Regions from separate parts of the Arachis hypogaea genome. Here region 2 is linked to region 1. Evidence: chromatin contacts called from public Hi-C data. All regions are on one chromosome and are shown on one strand. The core of a region is the stretch at or near the end of the contact, and the rest is flanking DNA. Distances in the headings are between cores, read along the strand shown.

Region 1 (3,214 bases), core at 115-2,614:
ATCTCAATGAAAAATATTAAGAATCTTAACTCCTCCTTTTAATTATCTTTCTAATTTTTAAATAAATAAAATTTAAATTTTTTTCTATCTTTTTTATGTTTCAAAAAAATAACATATATTTAAATTTCAATAATATTATATGACCAAATCATATTAATAATTAAATTCAACAAAGTTAGTATAATATCCTGTATTACTGAATATTTATATTTATTCTTATTTTTTATTATATTCATATCTACTTAAATTATTTTAAATTTTGAAATAATTTTTATCAAGCATAATTATTTTAATTTGTGTCTGTTAAAGTCATTTTTATTTTGATTATCTAGTTGATATAGTCCTTGAAAATTTATTTTTTTCAAAAGTCAATTTTAATAAACTACTTTTAAAAAGATAAAAGTTGTACCAAATCAAACATCTGAAAGATTAATTGCATTAATTATTTTGTGATAATAATAACACTATTAGAAAAAATCTTTTTTAATGGCCATTTATTTTACTTTTAGCAACAATAAAAATAGCCGCTAATATATTTACTAGTAATTAGACATTAATTATTTTATGTTTTGTTGCTAAATCTTTTAGTGATAATTATACAATTGCCAGTAAAAATATTTTTAATAGACGCAAAAAGTATATAATTATCATTATAACATATAATAAAAACGATAAATATATAATTACGATAAAAATATAAGTTAAATAAAATATATAATAGCTATTATATTATAGCTACCTATGATGCACAGACATTGACATGGACACAGGACATGACACGACACGGGACACATCAACATGCAAATTTTAAAATCTTATAAGACACGGGACACGCATACATATAAAATATAAAGTATTTTTTAGATAAATCTTAATGATATTTTGATATTTTATTGATATTAAAACATAAAATAAATTTTTTATTATTTTTAATTTCTTATTTTAATTATATAAAGTATTTAAAATATTTTTTGTTTTAATAAATAATAATATATATTACTTCTAAATTTATTTTAAAAATACATGTTAAGAATAAAATTGGATACGCTGACATGTGATAATATTTAGGTGTATTCAAACGAGTTTGGAGAAGAATTTTTTATTTTTTATTAAGACATTGTTGGACATAGCAAACACGTGTGTCGGACGAAATTTTTCTAAAACGTATCTGACATACAAATACAACAACTCAATAGAATGTCTGTGCTTCATAGATAGCTACTAAAAATTTAGACTTAGTAATTTTTGGTTGTAGCGTGAGGCAGTGGAAGTTGTGAAATTCACCATCACCAAAACCATCCCGAAATTTTTCCACAAAGATCCCATGACCCTGCTAGACCGAAACAAATGAACATGAATATTATTGGCCGAAACAAATCAAAACAAGTAACTTAGGTCCGCCAGAAAATTAATGATCAGGTTTCAAAATGGGCTTCTGATTTGAGTCTGGTCCAGCAGGTTGTGGCCCGGATCTTTGATCAACAAAAAAAATAGTATTACCAAAAACTATGTCAAAATCTCCACGTAGTTTTTTTTTAATTTAAATAAAAACTTTATAGTCTTATTTACTTAATTTATGTAACAATTCTGCTAAGTGAATAACGAGAGATGCGAACAATGTGAATAACGGATTGCATTTCAGATCCACTAATCATTCAATTTCACTTTCACCCTAAACCAACCACCTTTACCTAATTTCACTTTGACCTAATTACACCCCCTTCTAACCCAAATCCTTTTTTTACCGCAGTCAGCCGTCGGTCACCTACCTCAGCACACAGTCTCCTTCACCGGCGAGAAAGCTCCCAAGCGCTGCCGTCTCCTGCTGTCACCAACCCCGAGTACAGGTGAGTCATTCCGTATTAAGAACAAACATCTCATTTTGCATGAACAAACATCTCATCCGCATGCAAGACGGAAGACGAAGCTGGGCTGCTTGCTGCAGCGCGGTGGAGGTGAGGGGAGCAGAGGTAATCACCGCAGCGCGATGGAGGACGAAGCTGGACTGCTTGCAGCGGCACGATGGAGGTGCGACAAGGCTGGGAGGCCTGCAGCGATGGGCGGGATAGAGACGCGACGAGGCTGGGCTGCATGCGGCGGTTAGGGAGGCGCAACAAAGCACGGATGTGTGCGACAGTTGCAGACGCACGAGGAAGTAGGAACGCATGCGGTGGTTCGTGAGAGACAGCAGGGGGTTGTGGGGACTAGGGGTGGGGCACGGTGCAGGTGTGAGAGGAAGGGTTTGTAGTTGTTAAAAGTCAAATTCAAAACAAAGATTATATCTAACTAATTCAAAATTTATTTTTTAAAATTAAAATTAAATTTCTTTTTTTAACCTGTTGTTTAAGTCGTTAAAAAAAATATTGTTCCCATATACTTTATTTTTATGTAATATTAGGAAGAAATACGTTTGTGAATGGGTAAAACACCTAAAGAAACCAAATGAAGAATAATATTATGTGATAGTCCCAAATGATATAATGTTACATGTATGTCCGATTTTGACAATGAAATTATTTAAATCGAAGCAGATCAACTCGATTTAAGCTTCCTCCATGTAAATCGAATTTAATGTATTCGATTTATCTATCCTCTATGTAAATTGAATTAATATAGTTTGATTTAGCCTTGCACCATATAAATTAAAATTAATCAATCCGATTTAGCACTTAAACCCTATAAATCAATATTAATGGATTCGATTTACGTGAATAGGATTTTGCATGATGTAAATCGAATTAATTACATTCGATTTATATATATATGTTGGTAAATGCTAAATCGAGTTACATTAATTCGATTTACTATGATAGTTACGTATATAAATAGGAGCTTATCGTGAATTCCTCATCATAGTGGGACTCATAATGGCTAGTGATGATATTTTTTAGTTCCGGTGCACTATAGAGGGTCGATTAAGAAAAAATGCGATCTGGAATAAAATTTACTGATAAGGATCCACTGAGTGTTTTTCTCAAACATTCTACGTGCTTCATCGAGTTTCAGAATAATAAAATCTAAAATTTGGGGCTGCATGGCATGAAATAAGTAGAGAGATTATTCTATAGAATTTCGATTTTCGTATTGTGTGATGGTGTGAAGTACGATTCATTCGTCAAAGACAATGACAAAGATTTTCAAGTTCTGTTCCATTGTGGTCATCAGTTTTCCGAGGTGAGGACCCATGAGCTATTGGCCAAGCTTGTAGATGTGG
Region 2 (3,328 bases), core at 543-3,042, 33 kb after region 1:
AGGAGTGGTGGAAGAAGAGTGATGACAGTGGTTCTTCAAGCCTTAACAGTGGCAGCTCCACCAAGAGATCTGGTAGCAGTAGCAGTAGTAATAGCAGCAGCAGCACAAGTAATTCCAGGTATATTTTACCGAATTATCTAATAATTCTCGTCTATCAACTTTACATAAAACAATTTAAGAACATATATATGGCTTTGATTTTCTGTTTGTTATTTGATTAAAAATTAGAAAATTGATGCCATGTGCTTTTCTTAAATCATCTTAATTTTGTTAAAATTCTACATATTAAATTAAATCATATAGTTGGTACAGGGGACAAGATTCTAGAACAGGAGAAGTAATTATACAATTTTTTTATTTTATTTCGTGCTGTTAGTTAGTTGAATCTTGCAGAGTTTTCCGTTGTTTGTTTGGTTCTGATTTCAGAACAGAACATTCAATTGTATATCCTTCAAATTGATCTGGATCTTGGGGAATATTTGCTTCAAAGTACTATAACATGATCTTAGGGTTTCGGTCCCAAAATTTTGGTAACTGAAAAAGTAAAAGAGAAACAAAAGTTACAAACGCGCACACGCTGTCGGGTAGATTCTAGATTTCATCTTATAAAATGTTTTTACCATTTTATCGTATTGAATATCGAAACCAATGAATATTGGTTTTCAATTGATTTTCAATTTTCGATGTTCATCTAACACCACTCCATTCTCCCTGTGTGTGATCGATTATAGGGGGAAATTGGCACCACTTACTTTGATTGAAAATGTCCTTTGGTGCTTCTTTTAAGGACTTGACCTAAATCAAATCAAAAGGGGTATTATAGTCATTCAAAAATATTTTTTATATGCTAAAATTAATCACTAAAATTAGTCACTAATATATTTGTGTATAAATATATATGTGATTTAATTTACTTTTAATGTGTATTTATTTTAACGTATATTTTATACTAGTAACTGACTTTGGTAGCTGATTTTTGTGTACACGTAGCATAATCGATACTTACCAGACGTTTGTTTCTTAGCTATTGCAATATGCAATTACTTTTTGTTCCTTACTAATCTAACTAAACAAGTAATGGTTGTAAGCCAAACAGGTGTCTACTTTGACAAAAAAAGAGAAAAAGAAAAAAGGAAATAGCCTTACATATTAAGCATTGTAACATCATATTTAGGACCTACACGTTTATGTGTTTATCTTGGTTAAGTTATTATTTTCTAATTAAATTTGGGCACCATGATTTTTTTTATGCATTTTTAGGGTTAGGAATGAGAAGAGTAACGGTCATCGTTGCTGGCCTTGCATTCCAAGACGCAAAAGGCAAACACAGAAATAACATTGTCGACATGTTGGTGTGATGAAAAATGATAGAGTACTCGTGGAATGAATGCATCCTTTATATGTTGAAACAAGTCCACATACACAGGCTCATCATGGAATTATAGCCATTGATAATACTTTGATTCGGCTTTAACTTTGATAAATAATTCAGATGAGTCCAACTTTTGAGCCTGGCTCTCAAGAATATATTGTGATCCAATATTAACACTTTTACAAGTATTGTTGTATGTGCTTCATGTAATTAATGTTTCACTGATGTTTAGACATGACAGGGCATATATGAAAGTGTGAACAGTGTTGTGGGTTTATTAGATATTCATAGAGGTGGCTTTAACTAGCCTGTATGTTTCTTTTATTCTTTATCTTGGTTGTACTGTTAGATGGTTCTATGACTATGCAATGGATAGCATTTTCTGATGATTAGCACATAATTAAGTTTAAGATATATTAATTTCTCACTATATTCTCCAACTTAACATATCAAAGATTAGGGGTGATAATGAATAAAGTAGAATAAAGTTTAGATTGAATCTTAACTTTATACACAGATTGATCAACCTTATTCTATTGACAGATTTATAACATGTCAATTCTAATCTTATCTATCCTTAATTGGTGGATATTTACCTTACCCACAAATCATTAACAAAATACAATATACAATAATTTGATAAGATATTGGAGTTATAATTTAGTATTTATATAAATAAATAAATTTGGCTTTTATATAAAGAAATTTTTTAAATTTTTAATTGAAAATTTTGACTTAATAATTAAAGACATTTTATATGAATTTATAACACATTATATATATATATATATATATGGGTTAACCACCAATTATATCCCCGGATTTTTTAAACGCTGACAATAATGCCCCTCACTTTTATTATCGACAAAAATATCGTTGGATAATTTAAAAACGTGCACCAAATGCCCGTCCGGCAAGTGATGCCTTCTCTATTGACGGAAGTGTGTGATGTGGCAAATGGAAAAGCTTGTGTGGCAAATGGAAAGCTTACCTGGACCCGTTTTCAAATTTTCTAATTCAATTACCCTAATTTCCAATTGCAAAATGAAAACGTGATGCATCTGAATAGCCGTTCAACCATGAATGCAGTAGGTATGATGAAGCGAAGGTCTGCATCAATGGTAGAAGGCGGCAACGATAGGTGCGAAGACTCTGGTTCGAAGCAGTATGACGGTATGTGTCGCTGTTCTCTTGCTGTTGTTGCTCTGAGATCGAAGATGAATGCTAACCCAGGGAGGTGGTTCCTTCGGTGCCCACTATGGAAGGTAAGCATGACTGGGTTTTGGCCTTTAATGGGTCTTTGTAGTTATTCCTGTTTTAATGTGTTTTGCACGTTATGATTGATTTGTTCTTCATGGGTTTTCAATTTGTGTTCTTGACAGAATAAAAACCAGGATTGCAAATATTTTCAATGGATTGATGAATTGGAAGAGCAAGACATGGTTGAAGAGGTAGAATGTTCTTGGAACCACAAACCCAGACTATCTTCAGGTGGAAAACTCAAACAGAAGAGCACTAGGAAGCTGTCCGAATCAGTGGAGTATGAGGACATAGACCCCATGGTGCTACCTGTTCTTACAAAAGAATTGAAGGAGAAATTAAGGAGGATTGAAATTCTTCTAATCATGATGTGCATTGGGGTTGCAATTGGTGTCTTCATCAATTTCTTTGCTCTGTTTAAGAACTGAGTTGAACTAATGTTAAATAGTGGATGAAGAGTAAATGTGAATGATTAGTGTGTATTTTTATAACTGTGAATGTGCCAAATTTGGTTGAAATAGGGAATGACAACTCTTGTATTGTGTTTTCATGGAACCTGATGTGTATTAAGAATGTAACAAATTATTCAACTATAAATTTGATGAGAACCTGATGTCTGTTGTGTTTTGCAAAGTGCAGTAAAACTAAATAGAATACTTGTAGTACAAACTTGGTAATTAACATTTAAATGTACTA

What was found. A called contact is a pair of places that touch in the nucleus more often than the background predicts.
Region 2: a contact with region 1 is called in a Hi-C map of leaf, with 3 times the contacts expected there. The contact joins the promoter of LOC112765922 here to the enhancer-like site in region 1. A contact is called at or near these places in 4 of 8 Hi-C or Micro-C datasets (leaf and an unstated tissue).

What each region holds. Positions count from the first base shown.
Region 1 is chr17:124,694,382-124,697,595 of arahy.Tifrunner.gnm2.J5K5, forward strand. No RefSeq gene overlaps it. Among protein-coding and RNA genes, the nearest start is that of LOC112764907, 30 kb to the right of the region's middle. Within about 2 kb of position 1,365, at least 2 of the 3 cell types and tissues checked have open chromatin away from gene starts, as enhancers often do.
Region 2 is chr17:124,727,085-124,730,412 of arahy.Tifrunner.gnm2.J5K5, forward strand. It overlaps LOC112765922, which reads left to right and starts at 1,793. Exons shown (of 2, transcript XM_025811792.3): 1 at 1,793-2,637; 2 at 2,755-3,259. The coding sequence starts at 2,428. The coding sequence ends at 3,060. It overlaps LOC112764907, which reads left to right. Exons shown (of 2, transcript XM_025810733.3): 1 at 1-118; 2 at 1,261-1,758. The coding sequence ends at 1,336.